Regions from separate parts of the Mus musculus genome. Here regions 2 and 3 are each linked to region 1. Evidence: chromatin contacts called from public Hi-C data. All regions are on one chromosome and are shown on one strand. Each heading gives the region's core, a stretch centred on a gene start, on an enhancer-like site or on the middle of the called end of the contact. The rest is flanking DNA. Distances are from core to core; before and after follow the strand shown.

What was found. A called contact is a pair of places that touch in the nucleus more often than the background predicts.
Region 2: a contact with region 1 is called in a Hi-C map of embryonic fibroblasts, with 2.5 times the contacts expected there. The contact joins two enhancer-like sites. A contact is called at or near these places in 2 of 15 datasets of contacts at CTCF or cohesin (the NIH/3T3 cell line and large pre-B cells), 17 of 484 Hi-C or Micro-C datasets (the C2C12 cell line, the MC3T3-E1 cell line, Sertoli cells and 11 more) and 9 of 115 datasets of contacts at active chromatin or transcription factors (the NIH/3T3 cell line, acute myeloid leukemia, astrocytes and 5 more).
Region 3: a contact with region 1 is called in a Hi-C map of the C2C12 cell line, with 2.5 times the contacts expected there. The contact joins two enhancer-like sites. A contact is called at or near these places in 1 of 484 Hi-C or Micro-C datasets (the C2C12 cell line) and 3 of 115 datasets of contacts at active chromatin or transcription factors (acute myeloid leukemia, bone marrow-derived macrophages and large pre-B cells).

Annotation. Positions count from the first base shown.
Region 1 is chr13:101,728,477-101,731,333 of GRCm38.p6, forward strand. All of the region lies in intron 2 of Pik3r1 (phosphoinositide-3-kinase regulatory subunit 1), which reads right to left. Among named protein-coding and RNA genes, the nearest start is that of Pik3r1, 38 kb to the right of the region's middle. Within about 2 kb of position 1,410, at least 59 of the 459 cell types and tissues checked have an H3K27ac peak or open chromatin away from gene starts, as enhancers often do. A contact at or near this core is called in the C2C12 cell line, the NIH/3T3 cell line, bone marrow-derived macrophages and 5 more, where this site is marked.
Region 2 is chr13:102,572,104-102,574,960 of GRCm38.p6, forward strand. The region is part of intron 1 of Gm29927 (a long non-coding RNA gene); the gene reads right to left. Among named protein-coding and RNA genes, the nearest start is that of Gm29927, 19 kb to the right of the region's middle. Within about 2 kb of position 1,423, at least 145 of the 459 cell types and tissues checked have an H3K27ac peak or open chromatin away from gene starts, as enhancers often do. A contact at or near this core is called in the C2C12 cell line, the NIH/3T3 cell line, bone marrow-derived macrophages and 5 more, where this site is marked.
Region 3 is chr13:102,354,329-102,357,185 of GRCm38.p6, forward strand. Gm36703 (a long non-coding RNA gene) reads left to right here. Exons shown (of 4, transcript XR_382833.4): 4 at 1,841-2,356. Among named protein-coding and RNA genes, the nearest start is that of Gm46397, 3.9 kb to the left of the region's middle. Within about 2 kb of position 1,468, at least 8 of the 459 cell types and tissues checked have an H3K27ac peak or open chromatin away from gene starts, as enhancers often do. A contact at or near this core is called in the C2C12 cell line, where this site is marked.

The DNA.
Region 1 (2,857 bases), core at 160-2,659:
TAACCCTTAACTGAAATGCAGGCAAAGTGTCATGAACCATGCTAGGATATTGGTCAACCACAGCTCAAAGTACAAATTCAAAGGGAGATGGGGAGCTAGCTTTAAAGTAAGTGTGGCGAGCAGATGCACCCGCTGAGCATTAATCCTTCGGCCAAAGCAACAGAAACAGTCAAGGAGAAAATACAGACTTTATGCCTAGTTGGGGGAGTAGGGTAGGGAGCCAGATAGCAAGAACTACTGTTAGGAATATGGGGCAAGGTAAATAGATTCAATTGCTCTCAGTTCCTTAAGCCCGAGTCAAATTTTCTTATCAAATACTGCTTGCAGGGGCTGAGAAGTTCTAGGTGGCGGGGATCATCAAGCACGGGCAGGTTCTGGGTTCGATTCCTACCACTGGGGAGGCAGGAAATAGTGCAGGTACCATATTGGGAGGAGGAAAAAAATAGAAAACTGAGCAGCAGAGGCAAACAAAAAAAAAAAAGGCTTGGGAGAAAGAGTGGGTCTAGTCGTCAGCTCCTGTGTTGTGGAGCCAACCGCCACTGGATGGCAGTGAGGTTGTATCTACTGAAGCTGCTCTGTGAACGAAGGAGTTAGTCTTTTCTCCAACCGGCCTGGCCCCAAGGCCACAGAGGAAGGTTAAAAAGTAAAAATAAAATAAAAAATAAAGTAAAATAAAATGGTTCTTCTCTGCAAAGAAAGACTGGGTACCTCTGACCTAGAAATCACAAAGCTCAGTCTGATTTTTTTGTTAAGTTTCTTGAAATTTACTATCAATAAGTCTGGAACTGAAGACCAAAACAAGCTAGAGCTTCTAAATGATTTCTAGGAGTTTGAAATTCAGGCAGCACATGCCACACACATGCAAAAATCTGTATGCAAGCAGGCAGCACACACACATACACACACATCTGAATACAAGCAGGAAAGCACACACATACACACAGGCACACACATCACACACACACACCTGAATGCAAGCAGGAAAGCACACACACATACACACACGCACACACACACCACAGCACACCACACACACACATACACACACACACCTGAATGCCAGCAGGAAAGCACACACATACACACACGCACACACACACCACACAACACCACACCCCCCCCCACACACACACACATGTATACACACCCCTCTGAAGTTTGTTATTGAGATATTGTCATCTTGAACCTAGTAAACAAACTGAAACCACATCTTACCCCTACTATTCCTGGTGAACTTGATGGCTTCGCCACACTTTTCAAAGCTATACAGTTCCCTCCTTTCCTTGGCATTTGATCCTTTGGGGTGGGAGTGTGGGGGGGGGGGCTAGGGGAAGGGGGATTAGTAATCTCACCAGTGACAAGCTTTGCTTTCAGTAAGGACATTTGCCAACTTAAACAGCATCTCCCAGGGCAACAGGATAATGAAAGACACATGGAGGTCTTTGCTGTCATCAGATGCAAGCTCAGCTCTGCCTGAAATTGAGCCTGTAATTCGGCTGATCCTCATGTTAGGAGAGGTGTGACCCAGAGGGTCTAGAAGACAACCCTTGACTTAACAGCAGAGAAGGGTCCCAGGGGCAAACGTTCTCATCTTGCAGGGCTTCTGACCAGCACTACTCCTTCAGAGGAGACACAGGAAGCCAACTGCTCTAATTCTTGGCAGACACCTTAATATACTAAGTGTTGAAATCTTCCATCTCTGCTGCTGATAAAACTGAGGCTCTGCTACCCACCCTGGACCACCAGACACCAGCAGAACACATGCAGGTGGGTCACTCTCAATCACAGCCAAGACCCCATAAACCCCAAACCAGGGTCACAGCTCCTGAGACTCCTAACCTGGAACTCCAAGTTTCTCTTTTCCCCCCATTTCAGGACATAGTCAACTGTGTGCGTTTCTCCGTTCATCTAGAAAGACTTTTAAACCACGCAAAATCTAAAAATGAGAAAGAATGAAGAGTCTGGAAATTTCTGAAAGAAAGAACAGAAGCTGTAATGGTGCGCAACGCTGTTTCCTACCCTCTGCGGCTGGGTCCAGTGTCAGGCGTCAGTGGCTGATTCATCCACAGGAACTCAAAGCTGCCCCCACCCACAGGCAACTTGACCCAAGAATGGCTTATACGTACCCAGAGCCTCCATTTTTTTTTCTTGTTTTCTGTGGTACTAGGATTAAGCCCAGAGCTTCCTGCATATCAGGCAAGCACTCCACCACCATGCTGGCTAGTTTTATTGCAATTAGCCAGTTTTGAAAGAAGGGACCTCAGTTAAGAAAATGTCCCCACCAGATTAGCCTGTGGGCAAGCCTGTGGTACATCTTTTTTGTTTGGTGATTGCTAAGAGAGGACCTAGCTCACTGTGGGTGGTTCCTCCCTTGGGCTGGTGGTCCTGGGTGCTATAAGAAAGCAGGTTGAGAAGGCCATGAAAAGCAAGCCAGTAAGCAGCACCCCTCTACTGCCTACACATCAGCTCCTGCCTCCAGGTTCCGGCCTTGAGTTCTTGCCCTAATAAATCCCTGGTCCCTGGAATAAATTCTTTCATCACCAAGTTGCTATTGGTCATAGGGTTTTAGCATAGCAACAGAAACCCTAAGATAACCACTAAACTGATGTCAGTTACCATCCCTTTACTTCCTTATCTATTTATTTTCAAACTGGGTCTCAAACTCGCTTAGTGTAGCCCAGGCAGGTCTTAAACTTGTGATTCTCCTGCCTCAATCCCCCCAAACAATGGGGTTTACAGGGTACCACTAAATCTGGCTCAGAGTCCTCAGTACAGCCTAGCAAGTGATAACTTAAAGAACCATGGGCCATAAGGGATTGTCAGGACATACTCAGCAGAAAAAATGACTATCTAAATA
Region 2 (2,857 bases), core at 173-2,672, 840 kb after region 1:
CTGAGAGATAGCTATCCAACTGTCTACACAGTATATTAAGAATGTCAAATAAAGGAATCTCTCACCAAAACCATCCAGTCCCCTCTTTCCAGATATGTTATTCTTAATTCCTACATTGCATTCCATTAAGAAACCTGTAGATATATATATGAAAAGAAGCTGGATCAGGCCATGGGGTGTAAAGCCAAGGACAGAAATGATTGTATATTTCCTAGTCATTACATCTACATAGATTCATTGGCAGAAAGCCTGTTCCTGATGGATTGGATATAACTCAACTAAACCACCACTGATGAAAGTTCAACACTTGCTACATACAGGTCGCTGTGCCTGCTGATGGGAAGAAAAGAAAGCAGAGTGCTATGCCTCTACCCATAGACACACACTGGGACCTTATTATGACTTGTCTTGTTTCCTTTCTAATTGTAAATTATATTATAAAACCCTATGGGTTTCAAATATTATCATGAATTTCACTGTGCCTCACTCTGGGCACATTTTAAAATATCTAAATAGCTTTTATAAAGTTTTTTTTGCTATGTACAAAATATCTTCAGTAAATATATCATATGCAACATTACTTTCCATTTACTTAATGTAACATTCCAATAATTTTATATAGTAGTAATTTTATTTATCGTTGGACTCCAGGGTACCTATGGAAGGTAATAACTTCCTGCTTATTCAGCTAAAGACTTTGTTTTCTCTTTAACTGAGACTGCACAGCAGATGCAACCCCCGGTTAATGAGAAGCCAGAATTTACTTGAATATTACAGGTCATTAGTTGGGTGATTGTCTCACTATTACAGACTATTAAGAGGTTCTTTCTGTTTTCCTTCCTTTCTTTAGTTATCAACTCTATTCCTTAGAGCAACTATGTAGCTTTAGTTCTACTGTGGCAGATCCCTGCTAGAAAGACAACAACCAAGCAGTTAGTGGCTGTGTGTCCCTCTAGCCCATTAGAGCTGATCCTTTAAAGTTCTGTGTGGGAACTGGCTTGTTTGTGCTTCTATGTCCTCTGTTGTGTTCAAGGGTAACTGTTTCTCTGTGTAACGTTTCACATACTGCGTTTCCTTCTGTCTAAAACATTGCTCTAATTCTTAAAATTAGAAGTGACTTTTTCTGAAAGCTAGGAGAAGCAGCAGCTTAGCATGGTGGGGCATATGGCTTCTGACAGCCTTCTGACAAAGGGCACAGGCTCTGATCACAGGGCACAGGTCCCAAGAGGAAGTAGGAGGGATCAGGGGAATGTTACACCAGGCCAGCCCTACTTTTCTGCACAGAAAACCACAGACCTCCACACAAGAAAGGGAAATTCCCCAACCTCTGTGCCAGTTTCCAAACCATAGAAGATGGCCAGCCATTCTACACAAGCTGCAGTTTTCAACGGCCTTTTCAAGCATGCCTCACAGCTCTTGAATAAATCAGATCATCCTCAATTCCCAAAGAAAGTGGCTGAGTCACAGAGGCTTGGCAAGGTGGCTGGGGAAAGTCCCTTAGTGGGGGAGCTGAAGGCAGAAGGCAGAGCTCCCAACTCCTTGTCCTGGACAAGGGGAAAGAGGCCACCCTGCCTCTTTATTATGTCCATCAGGGAACAGAAAACCAATTGTGACCCCCTAAGTCTCACAAAAGAGCAGTTCACTGCACTGCCAACAGTGGGCTCTGAATAAACGAAGCCTTGTGCTAAAAGTCTGCTGATCACAGTGCTCTGCTCCAAAGCCCAGAGCACCCTGACAGGATGGCCAGGCCGCAACAACTCAATTGCCTGGTTGGTGGGCAGTCCGCTAGTGCACGGCTTGCCAGGGAAGGGGGAGTCAGTAGGTCAGCCATTGAGGCCATGTTCTAGAAGAAGATGGAAACAAAGCATGCAGAAAGCCTTTTCTTGTGAGCGAGTTAACCCTTGCTTCTGAGTCACATATTTGGACTCGTTGGAGGCTTACAAGCAATGTTGGCACACCTGCTGACATAGGCTCAAGAGGTTGAACATATTTTGTCTTAACATGCATGTAGGTTTGGGGCTATACTAATGATGCCCATGAGACCATGAACTGGACAAGGAATTCCCAGGAATATTCTAAAAAAAAAAAAAAAAAGCCAAGAACTCAGCTCTTAAATGCTCTCAAGTCTGTATTTTACCTCAAACAATATAAGGAGAAGGAAGCAGACACATTAAGATAAATTGCCCAAATTGGCTAAATTTCACTGTAATAACAACTCTAAAACCATAGTAACCAAGCAATTCTTATTTCTTATCATCTGTTGATAGAATGGCTCTGTTTATAAGAGTCAAATCCCCATTTTACATATTCTCAAGAGAGAAGGGACAGCTCTGCAGGGTCTCTCGCTGACATAAAATAATACAACTTTTAAGAGTGACACATGTCATTTTGCTCAAAATCCATTGGCCAAATCTACTTGTATTGTCCTTTTCAATCTTTTTTATTAGATATTTTCTTTATTTACATTTCAAATGTTGTCCCCCTTCCTGGTCTCCCTCCAAAATCCCCCCTTATCCCCTCTTCCCTCCCCCTGCTCACCAACCCACCCATTCCCACTTCCTGGCCCTGGCATTCCCCTATACTGGGGCATAGAGCCTTCACAGAACCAAGAGGCTCTCCTAGCATTGATGACCGAGTAGGCCATCCTCTGCTACATATGCAGCTGGAGCCATGAGTCCTACCATGTGTACTCTTTGGTTGGTGGTTTAGTCCCAGGGAGCTCTGGGGGTACTGATTAGTTCAAATTGTTGTTCCTCTTATGAAGCTATAAACCCCTTCAACTTCTTGGGTCCTTTCTCTAGCTCCTTCATTGGGGACCCTGTTCTCAGTCCAATGGATGGCTGTGAGCATCTCCTTC
Region 3 (2,857 bases), core at 218-2,717, 630 kb after region 1:
GTGGTCCTGTGATCCATCCAATAGCTGACTGTGAGCATCCACTTCTGTGTTTGTTAGGCCCTGGCATAGTCTCACTAGAGACAGTTATATCAGGGTCCTATCAGCAAAATCTTGCTAGTGAATGCAATGGTGTCAGCGTTTGGAGGCTGATTATGGGATGGATCCCTGGATATGGCAGTCTCTAGATGGTCCATCCTTTTGTTTCAGCTCCAAACTTTGTCTCTGTATCTCCTTCCATGGGTGTTTTGTTCCCAATTCTAAGAAGGGGCAAAGTGTCCACACTTTGGTCTTCGTTCTTATTGAGTTTCATGTGTTTTGCAAATTGTAAATTATATCTTGGGTATTCTAAGTTTCTGGGCTAATATCCACTTATCAGTGAGTACATATCATTTGAGTTCTTTTGTGATTGGGTTACCTCACTCAGGATAATGCCCTCCAGGTCCAACCATTTGCCTAGGAATTTCATAAATTCAGCATCTTTCAAAACTCAGTACAAGGACCACTTCTTCATGAAGCCTTCCCTGATGTCACCAGGGAGGATCAGGTGTTTAAACACTCCATAGCTTTTCCTCTTATTGTTAAATGTCCATAAACAATGAATCTCTAATCATCGGGCATAACATTTATCCGCAAGCCTAAATGCTTGACTATTACTTCACTCTTTTACTAATTTAGGCTAACAATGCTTCTAAAACATGAATAGATGAACGGGTGACATTTGTTTCTTTGTGTTTATTAACTTCTTGATGGTTCAGTGGAATACAACAACAGCATAAATTTTATGTAACATGGTATGATTTCCTTTGGCCTGAGTGTTCTTTATAGCCTACCAATGGTAGAATTACCAATGGCGTTATGGGGTAGAAATCAAGCACAATGAAAAATTCAAGTTCTCAATTTGGTCCATCATTTCTGTCTTCTGTCATATATATATATAATTTTAACTATAGGAAGCTAGCTAAAATTATATGAATGTGAAAACTCCCCCTGCTCTGCCTAATATTAATTCTCCCAAATGAGGCCTGTAGGTTTGGTGTAAGTTTGGTATGCCAACTACTAAGGGTATTGAGCAGTGCCCGGGGCAGTGTTTTATACAATGCCCAACACGTAGTGTCAAGTGGTACTTCTCTACCATTTTTAAGACATTACAAAGCTGACATTGCAGTTTGATTTTTTTCCACTGCTCTCCCTGTGTCTTTATTCTTGCAAAGCTGTTAACCATAAAGAAATCATCAGAAGGCAGGAAATGAGAGAGAAATTGTGAAAGAAAAGTGGCCTAAAACCAGAAAATTCATCTTTGAAGAGCACTAATAGATTTGATTTCTATCAGATCCACGTGAATCCCTTTCCAGAAGAGTTTTTATTACTCACAATGTGTCACTTCTTTGAAAACTAATGGTCTGACATATCTCCAAGCCAAAAAGACTTATCACCCTAATAAGGAATGTCTGGGCAGCCTGCCACAAAAGCAGCTTGGAAGATGGGTCTTCTAGCAGTTTTCTAACATTAGCACACATTGTTCATACACATACATATACTGATATTGTATCTTTACATCTCCATGAGGGAAAAATGCTTAAAGACCTTGGCTAAGTGCTTAGTTTCATAAGTATAGTTTTCTAGCTGAAATTAATAGGCAAAAGACTATCACAAAGTGGTCATGATTGCACATGCCTTTCTATTAGTGATTCAATTGTTCCTTTATTTCTGCCTAGCCATAAAAGTTGTCTGTATCAATGAAAAGTCAATTTTGTATCTCAGGAAAAGCAAAATAAGTTCATTCTTATGTTCATCAAACTTATAGGGAGGTTGTCTAGTGTGTTATTTTTTTCTATTGCAGTGATAAGATACCATGATCAGAAACAATTTACAGAAAGAAGAGTCTTGGGTTCCAGAGAGAGTCCATGATGTCTGAGAGAGGCTTGGCAACATGGGCCCAGAAAAGGAAGCTGAGAGATTACATCTTCAACTGCAAGCATGGTACAGAGAGCAAACTGGAAGTGCATTGAGGCTGTGAACTCTCGGAGACCTCCTAAAACGATTTCCATCCTCCAGCAAGGCCATAAATACCACATCCCTCATCATGTCGTCAAATGGGAATCAAGTGCTTCAATACAAAAGCCTATGGAGGACATTCATATTTAAACCACTGTATTCAACATGCCCAGAGCCTTCTTTATTAGCTGCTTTCTAGAACTGCCACACTATTGTTCACACACACACACACACACACACACACACACACACACACACACACCACAATGTGTCTATATATATACATGAAAGAGAAAACACTGTAAGACGGTTCTGGGGATGGTGACACCTTCCTTTAATTCCAGCACTTGGGAGGTAGAGGCAGGCAGCTCTCTGAGTTCAAGACTATCCTGGTCTATATCCAGGACACCCAGGACTATACAAAAAAAAAAAAAAAAAGAGGGAGTAGGGAGAGGTGAGGAGAGAACACATTTAAAAGCCTTGATTAAACAATTTAGTTTCCTAAGTACAGTTTTCTAGTTTTAATTAATATACAAAAAACAGACTATCAAAAGTGGGTACATTTATATCTGATTTTCCATCAGCACCATATAAATGTTTTCATCATGTATAGCAGGACTGCTTATTTGATACCCAAGTAGACACAGCTAATGAGTGTAGATAGATAGATAGATAGATAGATAGATAGATAGATAGGCAGATAGATAGATAGATAGATAGATAGATAGATAGATAGATAGATAGATAGATAGATAGGCAGGCAGGCAGGCAGGCAGGCAGGCAGGCAGGCAGGCAGGCAGGCAGATAGATAGATAGAGATAGGCAGATAGATAGGCAGATAGATAGATAGATAGATAGATAG